2 separate regions of the Sus scrofa genome follow, and region 2 is linked to region 1. The links are chromatin contacts, called in public Hi-C maps. All regions are on one chromosome and are shown on one strand. The core of a region is the stretch at or near the end of the contact, and the rest is flanking DNA. Distances in the headings are between cores, read along the strand shown. Region 1 overlaps PRKCE (protein kinase C epsilon type). Region 2 overlaps PRKCE (protein kinase C epsilon type).

What was found. Hi-C and Micro-C count contacts between places; a contact is called where the count stands out from the background.
Region 2: a contact with region 1 is called in a Hi-C map of skeletal muscle, with 4 times the contacts expected there. The contact joins two enhancer-like sites. A contact is called at or near these places in 1 of 47 Hi-C or Micro-C datasets (skeletal muscle) and 1 of 2 datasets of contacts at active chromatin or transcription factors (alveolar macrophages).

Annotation. Positions count from the first base shown.
Region 1 is chr3:94,573,121-94,577,823 of Sscrofa11.1, reverse strand. The region is part of intron 3 of PRKCE (protein kinase C epsilon type); the gene reads left to right. Among named protein-coding and RNA genes, the nearest start is that of PRKCE, 290 kb to the left of the region's middle. Within about 2 kb of position 2,508, at least 36 of the 83 cell types and tissues checked have an H3K27ac peak or open chromatin away from gene starts, as enhancers often do. A contact at or near this core is called in skeletal muscle, where this site is marked.
Region 2 is chr3:94,836,068-94,841,327 of Sscrofa11.1, reverse strand. All of the region lies in intron 2 of PRKCE (protein kinase C epsilon type), which reads left to right. Among named protein-coding and RNA genes, the nearest start is that of PRKCE, 26 kb to the left of the region's middle. Within about 2 kb of position 1,572, at least 16 of the 83 cell types and tissues checked have an H3K27ac peak or open chromatin away from gene starts, as enhancers often do. A contact at or near this core is called in skeletal muscle, where this site is marked.

The DNA.
Region 1 (4,703 bases), core at 1,259-3,758:
AGCCGCATCTATGACCTACACCATAGCCCATGGCAACGCCGGATCCTTAACCCACTGAGCAAGGCCAGGGATCAAACCCGCAACCTCATGGTTCCTAGTCAGATTCGTTAACCACTGAGCCACGACAGGAACGCCTCCTGTTCTCCATTTAAATTGGAATCGTTAATTTAATGAATATGTTGATGCTTATGGAAAATTATATGCGTTTATTATAATCACAACTGTTAGAGTATTAAGGTGAGCTTTTAAAAGATTTTAAAAATTGAAGTATAAAAAATAAAAATTGAAGCACAGTTGATTAACAGTGTTGTGTTAGTTTCGGGTGTACTATTGCTATGACTTTTAAATTTCATTTGTATTGCTATTACCAGTTAAACCTTCTAATAAGGTCTTGTTCAACCCGAATTTCAAGGTATGATTTTTGGAGTCCATAGGTTTTCTGTAGGTGTCAGGAACGGCCCCTCCCAGTTCTGGGAGACTTCTGCCAACCCACAGCCTCTTACTGTGGATGTTTTTATTGAAAGGGACAGGGACAAAAGCTATAGCTCTGCCTGTCCCTTTTACACTCTCAGGCTACGCTCCATCAGCAGGTGTTTGCTGAACACCTGCTGGGGCTGAGTTGTTAAATCTTCAGCATGGAGACCAGGGCCTGGTGTGGATATAAGGCATCTACCACTTGTATTTTGAATTCTGCAGATGCTTAGACCTTCCCGTATGGATCCTTTAGGTAGTGATCTTGAGAAAGGAGATGTGCTCCCTGAGGGATGAAGAGCGTAATCCCTTTTGGGAAGAAGAGATTCAAATTCTGTCAATTTTTAAAAACCTGCTTCTTTAAAAATTTTCCCATTGTTGGGCGTTCCTTTTGTGGTGCAGCGGAAGCAAATCCGACTAGTGACCATGAGGTTGCCAGTTTGATCCCTGGCCTTGCTCAGTGGGTTAACCATCTGACATTGTCCTGAGCTGTGGTGTAGAACGCAGATGCAGCTTGGACCCCATGTTGCTGCAGCTGTGGTGTAGGCTGGCTGCTGTAGCTCCAATTCGACCCCTTGCCTGGGAACTTCCATATGTTGTGGATGTGGCCCTAAAAAGCAAAAAAAATGCCATTGTGTGTAGCTTTGTAATGGTACTTCAATAAAAATACACCTTGGGGGGTGGTTAATAGATGGTGGTGGTGGCCTATCACAGGTGTATTCCTTGACCTACCCCCAAGGTCATCTGCAGAATACCCTGTGACCTCCTATCTCTCTCTGCCTGGGGGTGACCTAAGCCACGGCGTTATGGGGTAGGGGCTAAAAATCTGATGGCCTCCCCCTTTAGGTGGTTTGATTTTAGGAAAATTCCTCTTAGTTGTCCATCATTATTCTGATGGTAGCTGCCAGTTTTCAGCCACGTGGAGGTTGTACATTTGTAGAAGCCAGTGTGGATGTCTTGGATGAAGGGGGTGTTGGCTGGCAACTCAGTGCATCTTGTGGGTTTTTGAGAACCAGGATGAGTATTTTATTTTCCAAGAAAGGACACAACCGAGAGTAAGAGGTGATGCTATTCATGATGACGCTGAGAAAACAGGCAAAATTCAGGACCCTGTTGGGTGAACCCACGTTCTCCCTCCTACCCTATCCCTGTCCTGAATTTCCTGCATTGTTTTTATACTTGACCTCTGGGTCCCTTTTAACATCCCACCCTTCTCAGCCCCATCAGCCCTTCCAGAAACTCTTTGTTCAGTGAGCAAACCTTTTCTGGCCTCTCGTCTTCATTCTTTTCTGTGGACCTCTTCTCTTTGGCCTAAACTTTGCCTTTTCCTGATTATTTGACCATGAATTCACTGTATCATGCCTTACTCAGCAACTTTCAGAACAAAGGCAAAAAGGCACAAATCTGCTTAAACTAAGTGTGTATTTGCAGATATACACAGTACCAGTTTTCTTGCTCGCTCATGTACAATCTCAAGGACCTTGGCCCCCTTCACGATAGACGACACTGTGAACAGCCAGGGCAGAGGCTGGTGCTCCTTCCCAGTCAGGAGAGGCGGCTTGGAGCTCTCTGCCCGCACGGAGTCCTGTGGCCGAGTCAGCACTCAGGAATCCAGCGCAGTAGGCTAATTCCCCACTGGCTCCAACCCCGTCCAACCCCAGTGAGATCCAACCCAGAGCACCCCGCCAGGGTGGAGGAGGTGCAGGACTGCCACTTTCCAAGTTATTTTTTCTCCTGGAAAATATGTAAAAAACAAAAACAGACCACTCGGCACCATACTCCCCTGCACCTGCTCCCTGTGGTCACTGTGAGTCCTTAGTGGCATAGTGGAGGTTGGTGCATCTAGAGAAAGAGAAATTGGATAGAAATGTAAAATATTATTAAACCTCTGACGAGTTTATCTTGGTAGTGGTCCAGTAGTGACAGACAGGAGACAGGCTTGTGTAAAGCCAGCAGCGTCGCCTTCCTCGGGGTCACTATTTACACTCCCCGATAAGCAGCCTTACTGTCAGGTGGTCATGCCTGGGAGTTGACCTTTCCACAGCTCTGTCATCATTTTATAGCCCACAATCCTGGAGAGTAGAATCAGAGCGCTCTCTTTCAGTAGATTACAAAAGGCTTTCAAGGAGACATTTCCAACCCTGTGTCATTAAGAGAAAATGCAAGGACAAAAAACAAAAGTGTTTTACTTAAGTGACTCCAGTGGCTGTTAGTTAGTGTACTTTTGAGTCCTGCTTGCCGTAGATCATTGCGGGGACCTGCTGTTGTTGCCGAGATGTGGGTGTAACCCATCCCCTCACCAGGCTGGGCTGCCAGTGAACGGCTGGCAAGTACATTCAGGGAACACGTGCACACACCCCCCCTCGCCCCCGTGTAACCCCAGAGTCTCCTGGCTTAGCTGAACTCATGTTTAGAACTCATCTCTGGCCGCTGCCTTCTATCCCTCACTTAGTGGCTCCTAGAAACTGCCATCTGCACTGCAGATTGGAGGCCGTCCTCATTTGAAGACAAGCACAGACCCCATTTCCAGCCCAACCCCTGCCACTTGAGCCTGCATGTCTGTGAAAGGGGTGAGAAGCTGGATCAAGGGCCATTAGGGTTGAGAGGCGTGGCCTCCAAAGTCGTGTTTGCCTACCGCTTGGGCCAGGCTGGGTGAGCCACCGAGAAATGGGAAACAAACAATAGGCTTTCCATTCGTATCTACTCTCTTACCTAAGGACAAGAAAATAATTTCAACTTTTAACTTTTGAATATTTATTTTTTCCATTATATTTGGTTTACAGTGTTCTGTCAATTTCTACTGTGCAGCGAAGTGACCCAGAATATATATACATTCTTTTTCTCACAGTATCTTCCATCATGCCATTTTAATATTCGTTATATGAATTGCCAATTCTCTATGTTTATAAGAAAGTAAACCCATCTATCAAAAAGTTTTTACTGATATTTGCAGCCCAAAATATTTGAAGACCTTTGGCTTAGTCCAACCAGGTCCAAGGAATGGAAGAAGCAGAGTGCCTTTTTTTGTTTTTTGGTTTTTTTTTTAGGGCTGCACCTGCAGCGTATGGAAATTCCCAGGCTAGGGGTTGAATCGGAGCTACGGCTGCCGACCTATACCACAGCCACAGCAACGCGGGATCCAAGCCATGTCTGGGACCTACACCACAGCTCACAGCAACACCAGATCCTTAACCCACTGGACGAGGCCAGGGGTCAAACCTGTGTCCTTATGGATACTAGTCAGGTTTGTTACCACTGAGCCATAACAGGAACTCCTGCAGAGAGCTTGTTAATCAGAGCCAGAGTGAAGGTGATTACGTGTGTTCAGGGCTATGCACACACAGGCTGCACACACAGCAGCATGTGCACACTCATGCTGATGCTCACACTCACATGCTTATATTAACACACACATCACTTGCGCATCGCCCCTCCCTTCACTCACACCCTCACTCCCACTTTTATTCATTCACAAACACGAACACTCCCACGCTCCCCCCAACTCTCACACCCAAATACACACCACGTGATCTCGGACACAATGTGCCTTTTGCTTAATAGCCTACAGCAAGTAAAAATTTAACAAACACCTGTTCCCCTGGGAAAGCCGTAGCACAGTTAATCCCTTGGAGAAGCACTAGTGTCCACTTGCTGTCCGACTTAACCCACTCCGAGGGCTGGCATCAGACCCGAGCCTCAGGAAGTCGGCATCTTGCATGCTTAGCGGAAGCTTAGTGGCTGAGGCAACTTCTGCGCACTCAGCACCATCCGAGTGGTCTTTGACAGATTAGGTGACAAGAGGGCACTCGTGAGGCAAAGACATAGTCTCCAGCCTTAGGGCAATTGGTCCCTGGATTGGGAGATAGTGTGGACTGTGTCACACGAGGCACTGCCAGGTGTTTAGACGGAGCCGCAGTTAAGAGGAAGGAGGGAAGGTGGTCCGTGGCAGGGATCAAAGGGTGTCATAGAAGGACTAAGCAGGACTTCTGCTGGGCCTGGAAGGAAGGATGATTGAGTTTTAAAAGGGAAGGGGAAGGGCAGAGTCAGCCGGCACAGTTTTGCCTAGTGAGGGGCCAAGGACCAGGGGAGCTAAAGTCACTTACTCAGAAGTGAGTAACCCCCTGGTCATTGGGCAGTTGAAACAAGCACTGGAGGAGCTCAGAGAACTCCTCCAAATGATGGATGTTATGGACCTGACAACCTTTCAGGTTTACTTGAGCCCTGGGGTTTTA
Region 2 (5,260 bases), core at 323-2,822, 260 kb before region 1:
ATTTGTACATTTAAGCTCTATTCAAAAGGCATTCAAATGAATCAACATTTTCTCTCTAGCTGAAAGAATGTAAAAAGTGCTATTTAATAACAGATATTCAGGGGAGTTCCCATTGTGGCTCAGTGATTAACGAATCGGACTAGGAACCATGAGGTTGCAGGTTCGATCCCTGGCCTTGCTCAGTGGGTTAAGGATCCTGTGTTGCCATGAGCTGTGGTGTAGGTTGGCAGCTACAGCTCCGATTAGACCTCTGGCCTGGGAACTTCCATATGCCTCAGGTGCAGCCCTGAAAAGACAAAAGACAAGCAAAAATTTTTTTTTAATTAAAAAAATAACAGATACTCACTTAATCTTCATGTACTGATGGAAAACTATAAGAGCTCCGAACTTCAACGACTTGATCAAAGTAAAAACTCTTTGGGAAAATATGAGAAAACAGGTTTCCTGATTCCTCTTAATGTGCTTGTATAGCTCTGCCACATTGGATCCAAGCATCATCCATCTACCAGGCTTCCATCATCCGTCATTATCCATCGTCTGGTTTATTGGTCATAAGCTAATGCCATTACCATGTGTCTAGAACTTTTCATAAGGGAGCCTGATTTATTTAGTTATATTTTCAATTTGCTCTTCAGCTACTTAACTGAGGTTGGGGCAGATGATCAGACCACACTTGGGGCTGACAAAAGTTGACACTTCTCTATTTAGTGAGATAACTTTTGCCTGTCTCCTGGGGGTTGGGCTTTACATGTCAAGAAGATGGTAAAAACCATGATGAGGGGTTATTTTAAAAAGATGAGTCCTCTTTTTGTTCCCCTCACTTCCAGAATTCTCTAGCAGGTCAGGATGCATTTACTTCATAATTCACCCTACTGTACTGACAAGATCCTTCCTTTCAAGTTGGAGTAGGGTTTCCCAAAATGTATTCCGCAGAGTAAAATAAGTTAGTAGATCATATATACTCAAAAAAAAAAAAAAAGTATGCCATAATCAGGTATATTTGGCAAACAATGGATTAAATGAAGCTAAACATTTGTTGCAGAACTTCTCAGAACCTTTAATATACTGATTTCCATTGTCCATTGAGTGAATAGTGTTCCCAAACAAAATGCAACATTGTTTTGGGGACAGCTCTCATCTCTTGAACTCTTTTAGGAAGTACTGTCAGAGAATCTGGCCCCTATTATTTAAAGGAAATACTTCCTATTTGGGGCCGTTGACCAAGGGAGACTACTGCGAGGAGCAGTAAGGGATCATTATTGGTTTTTGTTAATCTTTTTATCGTTAAGCTTAACGATGAACCATTAAACCTTGGTTTTTAAAAATTGGATCCAAGTATTATTTGAAGGTATCTGACCTCAAAGTTGGGAGAGAAGCTGAGGTTGAACAATAGTTTTTATATGAAAAAGCGGAGTGCAAACAGGGCTCTCATTAGCAGGATTTTCTAAATGATATTTTAGTAGCTCCTCTTGTTTTGTCTTTAGCCAGTGACATTTATAAAGCAGTCCCAAGCTAATGTTATGATTCCCGAGATGGTTCATATAGAATTACACGGGCTGAGGTCAGAGGCCCATGGTTTCTTCTCTTTTCTGAATCAGGTCAGGCTGAATATCATCCAAGTACAGTTAATATTCTTGCTCCTTTGCTTTAGAAATCATTTGTTTCTGGGTTATTGCTACCAATCGACTCTATTGTGGAGGCACATTTTAATATTTCATTTCCTTGTGTTTGGGAAAAAGCTACATGCAAAGATCTGCATGTGATTGTGTGGGCTGACTGACAGTAAAAAAAAAATGTGAGGGAGGCAAGGATTGATTTCAAGTTCTGGTGTCCTTGAGGGCCTCTCCTAGCCTGGGGCCCAGTCAGGGTTCCTGGGTTCCTCTTTGCTGATAAACTCATCTACACTGGGGTATAGATACATAATGAGTTATACAGGCTGGAGAGGAAGCAATCCTTCACCCAGAGGGCGGCATCTCTACCTCTGGAATTTTCAGATGTCAGGGACAGGTGACAATGAGCTTTTTGGCCAAGAAGAATCTTTCAAACCAGGTACTGACTTGCGACCAGGGTATTACTGAGCCCACGTCAAGGGCTAGGGTCTCCACATAAACCTTCAGCAATGTGTCAGGCCCCAACTCATCTATGCTGAATGGACGGATTTCTAGATTACCTCACATTTGAAACGCTGTTCTCCCCTGTCTGTGAGGGATTAGTGCTTTTCCACTTTAAAGGAAAAACAGGCCATAAATCACTGAGGAATTTTACGGCACTGTCCAAAGCAGAGATTGGAAGCCAAGGAAAAATAAAACGCCAGCTTCTTTATGGAAAGTCAAATGGAAAAGGGATCGCTTCCTGAAAGGAGGGAGGCACTGCCTCCGGGAGAGGAGGGTTGGGAGACTTGAACTTCGTCTGTAGAAACTCCTCCTCTGGTGCCCCCGAGGAGTTCTGGAGAATTCTGGGCCTCGTCCTGATGAACCAGAAGGCAGAGGGAAGCAGGTGGTTGAACTCTTTGGGAATCGGGTGAGAAAAGTGATTGTTTTTGACAGCAGGATTTTTGTATTTGGGTTATGCCTGTTACAGATCCTGTATCTTCATTTACATTTGCCTCAACGAGGCAAAGAATTCCCCAGGTCATCCATACACCTGATTCCAATTGGAGGCTCATTAAATGTGAGAGAAGGGAGGGACCGGGCGAGGTGGCATGGACGTTTCTGAGGTTGGCTGACCAGGGAGAAGGGGGGAAGACCCTGGGGCTGGGCCTCATCGTCAATCACAGACAACAGAATCATCCAGAATGTTGTAGGTTGCAAAACCAAATAGGACCAGCATGAGAAAGCACTTTGCAGACATACGTGAATCAGTCTCCTTTCTAGAAAATGTTTCCTCAAACCAGGAAGCTCCAGCAAACCCTGCATCATCTTAACCTGAGCCTTCAACTCTTCTCAGCTCTCCTTTTCTGGCAGTGGCTACACATGCCGCTCTTTCTGTCTTTGCTTTCACGCCTTTATCCCATCTTTTACTCAGGAGCTGTGGGGGGATTGTGACCCGTGTGGGGGAATAAATACAGTTGTGTCACTGTCATTTCTTGTTTCAGAACCGCAGTGAATCTAAATGAATCATAACAGTTGCATTTAATAAATTCTCCTGGGTATTGGCTAATTTTAAACCGGTCTGACAAGTTTTAAGGTCCATGTGGTTTGGGGAAATTCAGTGGTGCATTTCCTCGTTTGCTCACCCCTTATTTCCCTCCGAGCTTGTTCCTTTTCAGCAAGCTGGTCTACTGGGCCCGCTTATCTTTCATCATCTGAGGTTGGGAGGAGGGGAGGCTGGGGAGGGGCTGGGCTGAAGGTCATGCCAGAAGCTTTCAGGTCTCTGCTTGTTAGCCAGCACCACTGGAAAATCACCAGGTGCTGGCAGAGGGTCCCAGATGGGAGGCCCCCATCCACCAGGAAGCTGCCAGCTGGCAGGATGTGGGGCAGGGGAGGGGGCAAACTCCGATGGTGGAAATGAAAGCATCTCAGCATTTTGCTTCTTTCCTCAAAGTCACTGCCTCCACTCCAGGCTCTGACATGAGAAGCTTTAGCCTCTCCTCATTGATTTTGTGCCCTGACTCTATGATCCTGGTGGTTAATGGATGCCAGTTGTTGATTTCTTGGGGGGTGGGGGTGGCGGAGGGGAGCAGTTATTTACTGCTGGAGTGGGGAGGTCTTCTGGACCATGGGAAGTCCAGGGAACCCCAAGACAGCTTCACTGGAGGGGATTATTACCAGAATCATCCCCAATCTCAGGACACCCCCTTTGCCCCCTACCCTTGTTTCTCTGCTGGCTGTTCAGCCCTATCCATGTTCCAAAACTCCCCTGGGCAGGGTCCCCCAGCAGCCTGTGTTTTGGTCATTGTTTGCTCACAAGGCAAGTATTCTGGTGATTGAGATGTTGCTCTGTGAAGGTGATTTTTAAGAACCAAAGCCAGTGCAGCAAAACCATTTAAGACATTCTGGTAATTCCTTAAAGGATACAGAGCCCCTTCTTTGTTCTGTATGCACATGTGTGGTTCAGAGTGATGTTCGTAAAGACTCTCTTTTTACCTTAAGAGGAAAACTCAGTTCAAGGTTGGAGGATGATCAAGAGAAGGACAGTTCTGCTTGAAGTAAATTGTGACCCACCCACCAAAGGAAGGCCAGGAAGTGGCGCCAGTGGGTGCAGATACCATCACGTCTTGCATTCTCTACCAGACACACACTTTGTTCCACTGCGAAGAAAGGTGGTTGTGATGAAGAGGGTAGTGAAAAGCTCAGCCCAGGTTCCAAGGAGGCCTATGAGCAAAGATAGCACACGCTCATCCTTCTGTGGTCAGTGACTGCCGGTGGTTGGAGGGAGGTGCAGGCATCTCCTTTCTTTCCTTTTTTCTTCCCAATTTCTAGATCATTCATGCATTCGTCCAACAGATCATTAGGGAGCCCCTGCCATGTACCAGACATCAAGCTAGGCCCTGGGGATAGAACTGGGGTCATGAGCGTTCTGTGCACCCTGACCTCAGGGGGCTTCTACTCAATGTGGGGGACAGACAGGCAAATGGACCGTTACATTGTATGAGAAGTGCTGGGATGTATGCCATGGGGGCACTTCAAAGGGGTTCTGAACTAGCTGCATGGGGTAGGGGAGGCTTTTGGGAGAAGGTGACACTTAAGCAGAGACTTGAGGAGTTGCTGTTGCGGCTCAGTGGTAATGAACCAAGCTAGTATCCATGAGGATGTGGGTTTGATCCCTGGCCTTGCTCAGTGGGTTAAGGATCCAATGTTGCCTTGAGCTGTGGTGTAGGTCAAAGATGTGGCTTGGATCCCGTGTGGCTGTGGCTGTGGCGTAGGCCAGCAGCTGTAGCTCCGATTCAACCCCTAGCCTGGGCACCTCCATATGCTGCAGGTGTGGCCCTAAAAAGAAAAAAAAGTAAGCAGAGACTTGAAATGAAAAACTGAAAAACGTGACTGCATTGTGAAGTGGGGTGATGGGTACGAGTGGGTTTTTTGTCAGCTGGCCCCTCCTTCCCTCCTTCTCTCTCTGTCTCTCTCTCCCATGCCTGCTTCTCCCTCCTCTCTGTTCATTCCTTAAGAGTTAATCCTGGAATCATAAGAAGCTCCTTTGGGTGCAGAGTCATTTGTGAGTTTGGGCTCTATTTGGAGGGTAACAGAGGATTGAGGAACAGATTTTTTGTTTTTGTTTTTGTTTTTGTTTTTTAGGGCTGCACCCATGGCATATGGATGTT